Regions from separate parts of the Mus musculus genome. Here regions 1, 2, 3 and 4 are each linked to region 5. The links are chromatin contacts, called in public Hi-C and promoter capture Hi-C maps. All regions are on one chromosome and are shown on one strand. Each heading gives the region's core, a stretch centred on a gene start, on an enhancer-like site or on the middle of the called end of the contact. The rest is flanking DNA. Distances are from core to core; before and after follow the strand shown. Region 1 overlaps Nrf1 (nuclear respiratory factor 1). Region 2 holds the start of 1700095J07Rik (RIKEN cDNA 1700095J07 gene). Region 3 overlaps Strip2 (striatin interacting protein 2). Region 4 holds the start of Strip2 (striatin interacting protein 2). Region 5 holds the start of Ccdc136 (coiled-coil domain containing 136).

Region 1 (2,700 bases), core at 125-2,624, 680 kb after region 5:
GGGTCACAGTTTTTCTCAGAATATGCACTCTAAAGTGATATTATAATGTCTTACAAGAACTCATATTTGTTGAATGAATGAATGAATGAATGAATAAGGGATTGAATTGCAGATTCCAGATGAATGAATGGCATTGGCATTTATAATATCTCTAACTCTAATCTATAACTCCCATGGTTTTTTTGTGTGGCTTATGTACTTGTTCATGTATATTTGCACATGCTCGTAGGTACACATGCATTTGCATACGCGTGTACACACTTGTGTAGGTGTGCACACACGCCTGTGGGTGTGGTCCCAAAGTTGACTTTGGGTGCCTTCCTGCATTGCTCCCCTTACTTTTTGAGATAGGGAATCTTATTAAACATGGATCTCATCCATCGGGGAAGGCTGACTGGCCAGAGAGCTTCAGGGATTCCCAACTCCAGAGCTCCACTCCTCTAAGACCCTATCCTTGTCCCCAGGACTGGGATCATAGTCACAGGTGCTGCCTGCCACGCCCACTTGTATGTGGGTGGGTGGGTTTCAGTTCCTACAGCAAGCAGTGTACTAATTGAGCTAACCTCCTAATTTTATGCAGAAAAGAACTCATTGGCTCAGTTATCTCAATTTAGATCTCACATTTGTTTTTGTTTTTGTTTTTCTGGTTGTGTGTATGTGTGTGTTGTGTGTTTTTAATGTTTTTATTATTATTATTATTTATTTATTATATGTAAGTACACTGTAGCTGTCTTCAGACACTCCAGAAGAGGGAGTCAGATCTCCAGATGGTTGTGAGCGACCATGTGGTTGCTGGGATTTGAACTCCGGACCTTTGGAAGAGCAGTCGGGGGCTCTTACCCACCGAGCCATCTCACCAGCCCCCAGTTATCTCAATTTAAAGTCATGACAGTATCATTGAGCCTATACCTACAACCCAGCACAGGGGTGTGGAGTCAGCAAGGTCTGGTGCTCAAGGTTAGCTACTGAGTACAAGGCCAGCTTGTTTTATGTAGTGACACTCCCCAAAGAGGTTGCTGTGGTAGCTCATGCCTTTCTTTAATCCCAGCACCCAAGAGACAGAGAGGCAGGTGGATTTCTGTGTGTTCGAGGCAGGCCTGGTCTGCATAGTGAGTTCCAGGACAGCCAGAGCTACATAGTGAGACTGTGTCTCAAAAAAACAAACAAACAAAAACGACAACAACAAAAAAACTAACAAAACAACAAAGAACCAATGAGGGAGAGAGAGAGAGAGAGAGAGAGAGAGAAGAAAATTCATGCATTGAACTGTTTTTCAGAAATTAGGAAACAGCTTTCCGTGAGTGTTGATTGTATGGTGACAGATCCAGCAGAATTAAGGGAGGCCTGCCCCAGAAGCAGCCAGGCCACAATGCTATTTCACAGTGTACGGGGTCTGAATAAAAGTGGCCTTTGTGCTGGTCTCAGACTGAGGGGCGGTGCTTGTGGCCATTTATGTTATTTCTCCTTAATGGAAATTGAGGCAGCCTTTAATCCTGCTATCACATGACAGCTATTTATTTGATTTTTGGTAATTTGGGAGCAGCTGCAGACAAACAATTATTCTACAAAAAGAGCCAAGCAGCTGTATTCAGACCCAGTCACCAAGTGGTTGGTTAATCACACCAAACTTCCCCTCTACAGCCTTCCCAAAACAGGTATAGCTTTAGCCACTCGCCTGCCTTTTAAGCATTTATGTGTTTGAAATGTATTTTCTTTTCCTTCTTTCCCTACTTCCCTCCCTCCCTCCCTCCCTCCCTCCCTCCCTCCCTCCCTCCCTTCTTCCCTTCCTCCCTTCCTCCCTACCCCTGCCTCTCTTGAGACAGGGTCTTACTATGTATCCTTGACTGGCCTGGAACTTACCGTGCTTGCCGACCAAGCTGGAAGAGCCAGAGTAGCTAGCTGTGTTGGACTCAGTCACCAAGTGATTGCTCATACTTCCCTTCCATAGCCTTCTAAACAAGGCATAGAAAGCTTTGGCGACCCATGTTTATTTCCCTTTCTATCTTTTTCTTGAAGCAGGGTCTTACTATGTAGCTCTAGCTGGTTGGAACTCATAGAGATCTACATGCCTTTGCCTCCTGAGGGCTGGTATTAAAGGCCTGTGCTACGCACTGTACTTGACAAAAAATACATCTTCCTAATTCTTTTTATCATTGTCACCTATTTCATTGGGGGTTCTGTGCCAGATACTGGCTGTAAGCGGTGCTGCAGTACTGAGAGTAGAAGAGTGCTTCCCCTCTGACAGGTGGGTGAGCATTAGCCACATTTTTGTGTAGTAAGTTGCTTAAAGAATCTGGTGTGAAAGATTGAACACAGAGGGCTGTGTTGGCTTTGGTTACAAACTCCCTCAGTGTCTGCTGTCTGGGTGTTCATTGTCACCTCTGTCCCATGCCATGTGCTTTCTCAAGCTGTAGCACTTTTCTGTCATTCTGGAGCCTAAAGACTGTGTCCTTCACACTGCCTGACAGCCCTGTCCTCACGGCGTTGCTTTACTTAGCCCTTGACGGTTCTTGCTAGAATGCGACTGTTCCTTTTTAAAAAATGGCACTGCCTACTTTCTTATTGACTCAGCCTTTCAGTAGGTACTTTAATAAAAGTTGTTATAGGGCCTAGAGAAATGAAACAGTTTAGCAGTAGGAGAATTCCAGAGGACTAGATTTTGGTTTCCGGTACCCACAACAGATGCCTCACTTGGAACTG
Region 2 (2,700 bases), core at 76-2,575, 910 kb after region 5:
TCGGGGAGCTCCTTTCTCTCCTTCGTCCCAGCTGTCAGTTCCACAATATGGAGGGTGGCCTGCCTGCTAAGAGGGCCTGGGGGTCCTCACTGCATGCACTATGAGTGGGATAGGCTTTGTGAGTAGAAAGAAAAACAGGAAGGTTCTCCAGACCAGAAGGCTTAACAGGAGTGTCTGATTTAAAACACACGGAGCTCTTTATTACAAGAGGGGGCCCTGGGCAGGCTACTCTCTTCCTAATATAGAAAGGAATTAGGGATAAAGAAGGTTGCTTGAGTTACCCCAGTTTAAGCAGCACTGTGACTGGAAGGAACAGGGACACCCGAGAGAGAGAGAAAGAGAGAGAGAGAGAAAGGCTTCCCTCTCAGGAATTTCTATAATGAACCCATAAACCCAAAGCTAGCAAACAGGAAGCAAAGACCCTGAAGATGAGCTCCCGGTGACGAAGGAGGCGTCTAGTTATACCCCCACACACACCCCTAAGAAAGGGCCGTCTTAGGAATCCAAACGTCGTAGAGGGAAAGTCAGGGGCTGGGGGTGGGGGGGGAGTGCAAGGAAGGCGAAGAACAACGCACATCTCGGGGGGCTGCAGATAAAGGGGGACTGAAAAAGCCCTCGGCTCCGGGGAGGTGCCAAGGGGCCGCCGTAGGCACTGGGGGAGGGAGGGGAGGCGCGGCCAGTGGCCTGGAGTGCCCCGGAGCCCTCGAGTGGGCACCCCCACCCGCCCCACACGCAGTCCGAATTCCCCTCCATGAAGGATACAGCTTGACTACGTCCGTGTCCATCCGCCTCTTGCCGGGACTGGGGGATGACATGGTGTCGCCGCTGCCGCTGCCTCCCCGTCGCCTGCGCCGCCGCCGCCTCTCTCCCCTCCTTGGCCCGTCTGTCACGGGCTCCGGGCCCAGCTCGCAGGGCCCCGCGGCCTCGCCGGCTCCTCGGCCGAGGTGGCAACACCCGCGCGGTCCCGTGGGGTCCGCTCAGCCGCCGCCCCCCGCACGGGGGAACACCGGGCACTGCCCCGCCGAGTGGGGGCGGGGACCGAGGCGCCCGCTCGGGCTGCCCTCCGACTGAGGCTCCGCCGCGGCCCGGGCTGCCGCTGCTCCGCGCCGTGCGCCGCTCCCTCCCGCCTGCGCTAGCTCGTTCGCCTGCCCGCCCGCTCGCTCACGCTCTCGCCAGCTCCCAGCTGCTTCCTCCACAAGCCGACGACTCCAGCTCGGTCGGCCTCTCTACCCTAGCCTCGCTCTAGGCGCCGTGATGTCACCTCTGTGACGTCATCTGAGGGGCGGGGCGCCGGTGGGAGGGGAGGAGCATCGTCGTCGCGGTGTAAGCTTGTCAGGGGAGTTCTGGGAGATGTAGTTCCTCTTTCTCCTGCCATCGTGCATTCCCTCCGCCCCCTCCCCCAACCTCCTCACACACTTCATCGATCAACTGCCAGTGTCGTTACCATCAACATAAACGACGGTAGTAAATAATGGCAGTATGATTACATTCATACTTTATGTACCACCCTCTCAACAGTGCTGCAAAGGCTGTTTGGATATGGAGGAGGCCAAAGTGGCAATTACTCAGACTGGCGTCCAAATCTGGAAATTCCCACACCAGCATGTTCTCTCCACTCTGCTCCCTCTTCAGAGGGAATTGGTTTGCAGGGATTTAGACTACAGTAAGGCTTCCCCAGAGCTTGCAAACAGGGTTCATTTACCCTCTATGCAAACAAGGTCAACAACTCCGGAACTGCAGTAGAAGCAGCAAAGAACAGAAATAATTTGATACTAACATCCTCATTCTACAGAATTTGAGGTAAGTTGAGGTCCTTTTTAAAATCACAAAGGTGACTGATAGAAGCACCCTAAATAAGTTATAATGCAGAACAAAGACACAGTTCTGCCCTCTGAACTCCTATATCAGTTCATGACTCTGAGGATACAGTGTAGATGAAGATGAAATTTACACAGCTCTCCCAGAATGGACCAGAGTGTCAGCATCATTTGAGAACTAGGAAGGAATGCCTCTAGAAGGGCCTTAGGCCTACTCAATTAACATATGCAGTTGAACTAAGTTCTCAGACAGTTCCCTGAACAGTGAAGTCTGAGATATACTGCTCTACAGGGCTCAAAAGTACTGTAAACCTAAGGAGCAACAAGGTAAAAGAGGCAGAATAGTGCCAAGTATCCTCAAAAGCTTTATCTATTGTCTTTTCTCTATGACACACACTTGGACTTTGTCAGGTCAGGTACTGAGGGCTAAATTGAAGATCATTTGCTCCTATCTTTCTACCCTTCAAAATGCCAGCTATTTTTTTTTTTTTAGTTGTAACATACATATAAAATATACAATGTTAACCATATTTAAATATTCAATGCAACAGCAAAAAACCATTAAATATTGTGCAAGTATGACTAGTGCTCATTTCCTGAACCTTTTCATCAATCCAGACAGAAATCATGTGCCCTTAAAAGAATAACCCCTCCTCCCCATCCCACCAGCCCCTGGTAACTTCCACTCTATGTTCTGGGGAGAAAAAAAGACTATCCATTGCTTTCTCCTAGGAGAAATCTGTCAGCAGACGGGTATGAAAAGACTTCTAGCCACCTTTATCTGATCACTTCATTGAAGGAAGAAAACAAAACAAAACAAGATTTGTCTTTCTCACTGTCTGCACCAGACTCCCTAGGGTGTTATTGCCCCTACCAGCTTTCC
Region 3 (2,824 bases), core at 64-2,563, 540 kb after region 5:
GAATGAGAGAGTCCAGCTACTTGTGGCATGAGTGTATGGTGGGATATGGAGTGGGATGTGGGGAGCCATCCTAGAAAGATACAAAAGTCTATATTCTTTGTAAGTTAGCTCCAGGTCTGGCTAGGGATTCTTAAGAATACTCCTAGCTAGTTAGAATCAGTTCAGCCATTCAAGAAAGGTCCCTGGGCACATTGGCCATACTTGTCTGTAAGTGAAGCACTATTCTGAATCAGATCTAATTCTAAATGAGACACAGATCAGACTCTTACAAGCCACACAGTCTTGTAACAGATCCATAAACGCCCACTTGTAGAGTGGTGTGATACAGATAGGCACTGTTGAAATACCTAATCCAACCTGAGGTAGAGAAGAGTTGACTTTTAACCTAAGTCTCAGAGAAACAGATGTTAGCCAGGAAATGAGACTTATCAGGAAAGAGAAAACCCAGCTCAAGCAGAAAGTCCAATATGTGAAAGCTCAGAGGTGAAACAGCAGAGAGCTTTTGGAAACTAATTAAATGTTGCTGGAGTTCTGCCTCTGAGTGGGGTGATAGAGATGATCGGCTGATATGTGAAGCCACAGGGATCATCAGGGATCGTATATCTGATAACACATGATTATGAAATACCTATATTGTGCTTGACATCCAACAGAGCTTTTGTGAGCTTCTCACCTCTAGGAATCCTTATTTTATCCCTGGTTTTTTTTGGGGGGGGGGTGGGGACTGGTGGCATTTTTGGGTAATTTTTTTCTTTAGTTGTTATTGCTGGTTTGGTTTGGTTTTGAGACAGAGTCTCACTGTGTAGCTGTCCTGGAACTCATTATGTAGACTAGGATGGCCTCAAAGTCACAGAGATCCTCCTACCTCTGCCTTCTGAGACTGCACTCTGGTTTATCTCAAGTGGGGAGATTAGGGTTAAAGTCAAGACTTTGCTTTGCTTTCCCACAAAGGCATTGTTTGCCTTGGGCTGTAGGCATTACCAAGGTACAAGGACAAGATGCAGACAAGTGAATGGAAGCTTCTCCTTTAGAGAGCCTGGGAATATGGAACCCTTCTCATTTCTGCCCTGAGGCCTTACACCATTTTCCAACTAAGCACTCAAAATAAAGCCTGATAAAAGAAAGAGTCGTGTTCAGGGAAGGCCGGCACGGGCTGAGACTGTGGCTTTATCCTGTGTTTGCTGAGCAGCATCCACTAGGATGTGTTTCCCAGTGTTTCTCTTGAAGGGCAGTAGATAGATCTATAGCCAGACTGAGAGATGTCCTGAATGGCCGGGCCACAGTGTGTGTCAGCGTGGGGAAGTCCAGACAAAGCCTGAACAGAGCTCAGAGTTTTAAAACTTCCCACTTTCAGTAGTACGTATGTACTAGCTCCTTTATCTAGAACTTGGAAAATACTTTTGGGTGGCTTCCAGGGAGGAAATGCCAATTAGGAGAGAGAAGCAGTTATGACATAAGCTGACTCCCACCTCTAACCACATACTCGGGAACAGAAAGCAGCTTACCCTTCTGCCATGGCTACTTCTTGCAGATGACACAGAGATACAGTTTTAAAACACCATAGTTCTCTGCCTTTTCTACCTTGTTTCTGTACTGTCCCAGCATGCTTAGGCTCAGATTTGGAGGCATCCTTTGTTTCTGGTGTTCCTCCGTACATCATAAACAAAATCCAGGGTGACTAACTCTATACCTTTGTTCTTATTGCCACTTACCCCAGTAGGTCTCCCTGGACATGGACCCCATATGGATTTAAGAGAGCCAAATAGAAGCCCTAGTACTGGTATTTATCTCATCAAAGGCATCCTGGACTGGCTGAAGAGGCTCTTGTTCATTCATTCACTGACACATTGATAGTCTAAGTATTAGAAATAAGGCCCCGTACTGGACAGAGTACTGAAACCACATTCCAGTGGTTACTATGTGCTGTCTCCAGCTTGACTGATGCCAGCAGTTGCCAAGAGGTAGCGGCACCTGTCCCTGTATATCAGTCACAGCTGAAGCATTACAACCCAGACCTTGAGTATGGAAACCAGCTCCCTCAGGGAGGCTTTCTTTCCCACTGGGCTTAGGAAAAAAAGTCACAGCAATTCTTGCTTTTTTTTTTGTAGAGTATGCTTGTTGTTTTTTCTTTCTTTCTTGTATGTTTACTGTGTTTTTGATCAAAAGCTAGTAGCATCCACTGCAGATTATAAGATAGTCTGTAAGTAAGATAGGCTGGCTGAATGTGAGTATCCCCATTTCAGAGACTGACAGACTGATAAAACAATAGACAGTAGATATTCTTTTTTTTTTTTTTTTTTTTGGTTTTTCGAGACAATGTTTCTCTGTGTAGCCCTGGCTGTCCTGGAACTCACTTTGTAGACCAGGCTGGCCTCGAACTCAGAAATCTGCCTGCCTCTGCCTCCCGAGTGCTGGGATTAAAGACCTGCGCCACCACGTCCGGCGACAGTAGATATTCTTATGAGTGGATTTATATTTGTACTTTCCTGTCTTTTTTTTTTTCAAATACATGCTTCATATCTTCCCCCAAATAAGCAAACTTTTCTGCTTTGATCTTTTAATTCAGTTTGAATATGTATCACAACATTTAGTGTTTGCCAACTGCATCCCCTTGATCCTGAAGTTCTTCAATCAAAACATCCTGTCCTATATCACTGCCAAAAACAGGTATGGGCTCTGGACGGATTTCAAGGGAGTACTTTGGATAACTGAGAAAATTCCTTCATCTCTGCACCTTTAATTTCTTCTTATATCATTAGTCCCTCCTTTCTTTTTCTTTTAAAGATTTGTTTGTTTGTTTGTTTACATGAGTACAGTGTAGCTG
Region 4 (2,700 bases), core at 46-2,545, 520 kb after region 5:
GATGAAACAAACCCTCTCTTACCCAAGTTACTTTTGGTCATGGATTTTTATCACAGCAATTGAAACGCCAAGACTGAAGTAAACCAAGTGAACGGAAGTTTCTTCTATAGAGCAGCATACTTACCACACTGAGACAAGACTTAATGTAATCCTTGGGTGTTCTCTGTGCTTCAGAATTTCCTCATCAATAAAAACTGGATTCGTAAAAAATAACCTGTCCGGAAGAGGTGTGGTACCAAGAAAACACATACAACGCTTGGCACAGTCCCAACTCAATGATCCTTTCACTGTCTTAAAGTCATGGGTTACCATAGCGATTTGGTCCCTCCCATTCCCTTCATCCATTGTCAAGCCAGACCTGCCAATATATTTAAATTGTATTCGGGAGAGAGCCGAATCCACAGCCTTCAACTACCCGGTTACCTTCTGGTTACTTTTAGCTCTTAGGGCGTAGGATTTTTTTTTCTTTTCAATTTAAATATTTATTTGTTTGTATATGGGAATCGGGGAGGACACCAGGAGCATGTGTGGAGGTCTGGTGTCAAAGGACAACTTTTGGCTGTTCATTCTCTCCTTCCACCAAGTGAGGACCCGGGGATCGAACTCAACATCTTAGACTTAGATTAGGATTGTTTTAGAAATGGGAAGGAAAGAGCAGCGGGTGAGGGTGGGAGCTTGCCATCTATTCGCACCAAAAAGAAGGCGCCCACACAGCTAGGGACAAATGACAGGGAGCAGCCCTCAGGGATTTCAGTTAGGTCCCTCCCCGCAACTCTCATTCTCTCCTCCAAGAGTTCTCTTCCGAAAGCTTCCTGAGAGGGTAAGTTTATGGTGTGGTGGCTCAGGTTATCCTGAAGGCCAAGCCCTTTCTGCGACAAAGCGGGATGTCACAGGCGTGCAGCAGCCTGGATGAGGGGGTCCGGGTCTAGTACCGCCGAAACGTAGGCACTTTGGACCAGGGATGGACTAGGGCTCTCAGGAAAAGGCTGCTATGTGGGACAGGAACAGCACTGAAAAGAGCATGCAGCACGGAGCTAAGCCGCCTTGCGCTCAGGGTTCAGAATTCGAATCGTGGAGCTGGACGTGGAGTCTACTAGTCCCAGGCTACCAGCAACTGAGCAGTAAAAATGCCGGGGGTCCATGGGGAAAATATTCCTTGAAAGAGCCCCCGCCTCTGGATGGCTGATTAGCCAATCGCATCTCGGGGCGGGGCCTCGGAGAGTAGTTACAGCCAATCGGAGTTCAGGGGGCGGGGCCTGGTCCCGGGCGCGCGCTGTGGCGGGGTCGCCCTGGGCAGAGATCTTGGAGCTACGGTAGGGAGCCGCTGAGGCGAACCGCTGAAGGGAACCTTCCCAGCATGGACGACCCCGCGGCACCGGGGCCCGCCGGCTCTCCTGCTAATGACAACGGCAACGGGAACGGCAATGGGAACGGGAACGGCAACGGCGGCAAAGGGAAGCCGGCCGTGCCCAAGGGCAGGGAAACGTTCCGCAACCAGCGGCGGGAGTCGGAGGTGAGGAACCCGGAGGTATCCGCCAGCGGGAAGCGGCGGCTGAGGTGGAGCGGCCCTCAGCCCGGTCCCTTCCCGCTGCGGGTCGCCCGCTTTCTTGCCTTGGCCTGCGGTTTTCCTAACCGGCGCGAAGAGCGTAACAGATACTTTCCAGATACTTGACAGCTGCCGCCCGGTGAAGCCGGAATTTGGATCCCGGTGTACCGATGGGGAACCAGCGCATAGAGGTGCAGGGACTGGACGGAGGGGCGGGAGCCCGAGCTCTGCCGCGGGAGGGGAGGGTGGGCTGGCGGGCAGCACGCCCTCCCTCTTCACACTGCAGCAACTGGCACTGGACTGGACCAGACCAGCCTGGAGCACCAGCCTTCCCCTTGCTATATCTCCTGCCCTCGGGTGATGGCGGTGGCTTAGGGAGCGCCTTCCGCGAACAGCTCGCCCCTTTTCTAGGAGGGTTGAAAGACAGGATTCAAGCTGGGATAGGACCAGGGCGACGTTTGAGAGTAGCAGTCCCAGGATGCAGCTAATGGGATGGCTATTTAAATATCTTCCACCTTTTCTTAGGAAAAAAACAAAACCAAAACCAAAAAAAACTAACTTGGGACATGGAAAGGAATGAATTATTATTATTCCCCTACATTTTATCTAGCCATATTCCATCTATCAACCAAGAGCAAAACTGCATACAAGCAGGGACTCAGGGGGAACGAAATGTATGTGGAAGGGGATGTGAAGGTCATCTGGTTTAGCCTTTATTTGATTCGATTTCATCTGGATTTAATTATTTGAGACAGCCCATGGCAACGTCTATTGACAACTTGCCCTGGCTGGGCTTGAACTCACTGTGTAACTGAGGAGAGCTTTGATCCTCCTGCCTCTGTTTTTCAGGTGTTAGGATTACAAAATATGCTACCACAGTGAGCCTAACCTTTCATTTTACTACGTAGAAGCCACGGAGTTGGGGGGATGTGGCTCAGTGATGGAGTGCTTGTGTAGCTTACACAAGACTCTAAATTGATCCCCAGCAGCAGAAAAGGGGTCTGGTCATCTAGAGACAAAAGGTAAAAGAGATAAAACCAACTCTCCTGAGATCAGACACTTGGCTGACAGTGAATGGCCAAAACCACCAAGTTTCAGTGTCTGTCTGGCCAATTGTCTGTCTGTCTGTTTCAGTACCTCCATTTATTATCTGT
Region 5 (2,700 bases), core at 104-2,603:
TTGGCTGTCCTGGAACTAACTCGGTAGACCAGGCTGGCTTCTAAATCATATAGATCCGCCTGCCTCTGACTCCCAGGTGCTGGGATTAAAGGTGTGAGCCATCACTGCCTGGCAGACATCATTGTTAATAGGGAACGTGAGTTTAAATTCATGAGTTAAAAATCTGGGATAAATGATGAAGGCGTTGTTAACTTAGTCGGAAGCTCCATGTTACTCATTTACTCCATGAGTCAGGTACTTTGATACTGAAGATACAAAGATAACTAGGATACTTCCCAACCTTAACAGCAGGCAATACTCTGATGCTGCCCAGAGGGTCAGAAGAGCACAGCAGGAGAGTCTAAAAAAAGGAAGGGATGGGGTGTCTGGAGAGTAACTCTCAACACAATGCTGAAATTACTGATAAGCCTGAGATGTGCAGGGAATTGCTTCATTCCTGAGGAACATGGAGGGCTTGAGAGCCCAGTAGCCTGGGGAGTTGAACCCAGCCAAGCCATGCCCAAACTTTAGGAGTGAGAATACATGAGAAAGAACTGGTGTGAGGTACCAAGCTTAGAAATCTCTCCACGATTATAACTCGGGGAGCAGATTCCTGAGTATCCACTTCTGACCTAAATGAGACCTGCTGAGATGTCAAATCTGCCTCAAGACCAAGTTCATCTCTTGAATAAATAGATGAAAAGTTGAAAAAAAGCTTCGTGGTTTCCCACATTTCTTGTTACAGGGAACATCAATGATGCCCACACTGCACAGGTCACAGAGGGCGTGGCTCAAAGGGCTGGGAAGAAAGAGGGACTTGGTACACTGGGAGGAGAGCTCTGGCTGGGTGGGATTTCGGGGAAAGCAGTGATGTACCACCACCTAGCACTTGGCACATGCAGGTCTCAACTATCCGCCAGCCCTGCAGTAGCTCTGGGGCGCTTGAGGCTACCCGGAGGGATGGGTTCTGTGGACTGCGGGGATGGGGACGCTGGCTCTGTGTGGGAACCAAGGAAGTGCGCGTGTGTTTGCGCATCTGCAGGAAACAGTCCATCCCCCCCCACCCCCACCCCCCCCCCGGTTCTATCATCCGTCAAGACTAGCCCCTGAGGTCCCTAGGCGTGGCGGACCCAGGGTGGGTTCTGCAGCCAGAACCAAGCCATGCTAGCACTCCTTGGGCGCATCCTCAAGACCCGGTAGCTCACGTCCGCTTTTCAGGCGCAGCAGACCTGAAGCTGCCTCGGACGAGCCTGGGGCACTTTAGTGACGTGTTTTGAACCTCTTTTGCTGGTCCTCACTGGGTCTGGAGCCGGGGACTGGGGGAGGGTTTCCGGGCGGCCACAGGCGGGCACTCGCGTCAGGTGGCCAGGCCAGGCCCCGCCCTCTCGGCCCGCCCTCTCTCCTCCCTGCGCACCGGGCTCCCGGTCCCCGGCCCGGAGGCTGCGGCTTCTGCTCGGGAGGCGGCGGCGGCGGCGGGAGCAGCCATGGAGGCAGGCGGCGGGGCCGGCGCGGGAGCCGCGGGCTGGAGCTGCCCTGGCCCAGGTCAGAGCGGCCTCTCTCTCAGCTCCCTATGCTCCTTCCCCCTACGGCTCTCCTTCCTTCTGACCCCCAGGTGCTCCTGGTACTGAGTCGGCTCCCTTCACCCTGGCCTCCACCGGATACTGCTCTCCATCTTTCGACCTGGGTTGTCCCTTCCCAGCGGTCACTCCCCAAGCGCTCCCCAGTTAGTCTCTCCAGCCCGATTGTGTTTCCAGCTCACGAGGGGGGCGGGGGAGTTGTCTCTAGAGCCTGCACCCTTCTAGTTCATCAAAGCTCTTGACCACCGGGAGAGGGTGGGGTGGGCGAGGTTTGGTGAGGGAGGGAAGGGGAGAGAAAGAGAAACGGCCTAGTTTAGAGCCCCTTCTCTCCTCTCCTGAGCCGGCCACCCCTCCCTTCTCTGCTTTGCTATATAGGATCCTCCCAAAACCTTCTTTCCTAGTTCCCACCCTACCCCTCTTCTTATGCCCCAAGCTAAACAAACACTCACCCTCTTCTGTCTGAGCGAGGGAGAGGAGCCGGGAACAGGGGTGCTGAGGTTGGGCCGCGCCGGACTGGGGTCCCCTCCATAGGCATGAGAGGTGGCTGAGGGAATAGAATCACAGAGCTGGGCAGAGTGAGTCAGGCTTCTCCAGTGTGATTGCAAATTCCGGGGCTCCCATATAAGAATGCACGTCCCTTTCTTTCCCCTCAGCCCCAGGCCCCTCTATTCCTACAGTTCTTACTTTCTCCCGGCTCACAGGACCCACAGTAACCACTTTAGGCTCCTATGAGGTATCTGAGGGTTGTGAGAGGAAGAAAGGCCAACGCTGGGGGTCTCTGGAGCGCCGTGGGATGCAAGCTATGGACGGTGAGTTTTCTGAAAAAGGCTTTCTATCGCCCTACTCCGTAGCTCCCTTCTTCCTTCCCTGACCCCAGAACTCTGAGCCAGAACAGGGCCCTCCCCTCACTTCATCTCAGGCCCCTCCTCCCTGGTGGCTGAGCTCCAAGCCTCCCCTGGGCTCAGGCATTGTGGGAAGTTTGGGCACATCCCTTTGGGGCGCCAATCACCCAGCTAACCAGGTTGTGTGTCCCGGGAAGCTGCCAGACAGAGAGAGGCCCTGCTCAACCCAGCCTGGAAACAGGCTTTCGGCAGGGGGCTTGTTCTTCTCACTGCCTGCTGACCCAGATCCCAAGCTGTCTCTT

What was found. Promoter capture Hi-C pulls out the DNA fragments that hold promoters and counts their contacts. Hi-C and Micro-C count contacts between places; a contact is called where the count stands out from the background.
Region 1: a contact with region 5 is called in a Hi-C map of cortical neurons, with 4 times the contacts expected there. The contact joins the enhancer-like site here to the promoter of Ccdc136 in region 5. A contact is called at or near these places in 4 of 39 promoter capture datasets (the 3T3-L1 cell line, hippocampal neurons and liver), 2 of 484 Hi-C or Micro-C datasets (both in cortical neurons), 2 of 115 datasets of contacts at active chromatin or transcription factors (astrocytes and pancreatic cancer cells) and 2 of 9 other capture datasets (adipose tissue and liver).
Region 2: a promoter capture Hi-C map of liver shows a contact between it and region 5, with 5 times the contacts expected there. The contact joins the promoter of 1700095J07Rik here to the promoter of Ccdc136 in region 5. A contact is called at or near these places in 13 of 39 promoter capture datasets (the 3T3-L1 cell line, HPC-7-derived erythroid cells, cranial neural crest and 7 more) and 1 of 115 datasets of contacts at active chromatin or transcription factors (pancreatic cancer cells).
Region 3: a promoter capture Hi-C map of 3T3-L1-derived adipocytes shows a contact between it and region 5, with 2.6 times the contacts expected there. The contact joins the enhancer-like site here to the promoter of Ccdc136 in region 5. A contact is called at or near these places in 7 of 39 promoter capture datasets (the 3T3-L1 cell line, 3T3-L1-derived adipocytes, the C10 cell line and 4 more), 2 of 484 Hi-C or Micro-C datasets (both in cortical neurons) and 1 of 9 other capture datasets (pancreatic islet).
Region 4: a promoter capture Hi-C map of liver shows a contact between it and region 5, with 6 times the contacts expected there. The contact joins the promoter of Strip2 here to the promoter of Ccdc136 in region 5. A contact is called at or near these places in 6 of 39 promoter capture datasets (the 3T3-L1 cell line, hippocampal neurons, liver and 2 more) and 1 of 115 datasets of contacts at active chromatin or transcription factors (embryonic stem cells).

The regions. Positions count from the first base shown.
Region 1 is chr6:30,077,742-30,080,441 of GRCm38.p6, forward strand. All of the region lies in intron 1 of Nrf1 (nuclear respiratory factor 1), which reads left to right. Among named protein-coding and RNA genes, the nearest start is that of Nrf1, 31 kb to the left of the region's middle. Within about 2 kb of position 1,375, at least 21 of the 459 cell types and tissues checked have an H3K27ac peak or open chromatin away from gene starts, as enhancers often do. A contact at or near this core is called in cortical neurons, where this site is marked.
Region 2 is chr6:30,303,290-30,305,989 of GRCm38.p6, forward strand. It overlaps 1700095J07Rik (RIKEN cDNA 1700095J07 gene), which reads left to right and starts at 1,326. Exons shown (of 2, transcript NR_166056.1): 1 at 1,326-1,800. It overlaps Ube2h (ubiquitin-conjugating enzyme E2H), which reads right to left and starts at 1,250. Exons shown (of 7, transcript NM_009459.3): 1 at 763-1,250. The coding sequence starts at 815.
Region 3 is chr6:29,939,273-29,942,096 of GRCm38.p6, forward strand. Strip2 (striatin interacting protein 2) reads left to right here. Exons shown (of 21, transcript NM_177204.3): 17 at 2,567-2,667. Among named protein-coding and RNA genes, the nearest start is that of Strip2, 24 kb to the left of the region's middle. Within about 2 kb of position 1,314, at least 36 of the 459 cell types and tissues checked have an H3K27ac peak or open chromatin away from gene starts, as enhancers often do. A contact at or near this core is called in 3T3-L1-derived adipocytes, where this site is marked.
Region 4 is chr6:29,915,718-29,918,417 of GRCm38.p6, forward strand. It overlaps Strip2 (striatin interacting protein 2), which reads left to right and starts at 1,296. Exons shown (of 21, transcript NM_177204.3): 1 at 1,296-1,513. The coding sequence starts at 1,358.
Region 5 is chr6:29,395,222-29,397,921 of GRCm38.p6, forward strand. Ccdc136 (coiled-coil domain containing 136) reads left to right here and starts at 1,354. Exons shown (of 18, transcript NM_001347071.1): 1 at 1,354-1,521; 2 at 2,258-2,365. The coding sequence starts at 1,464.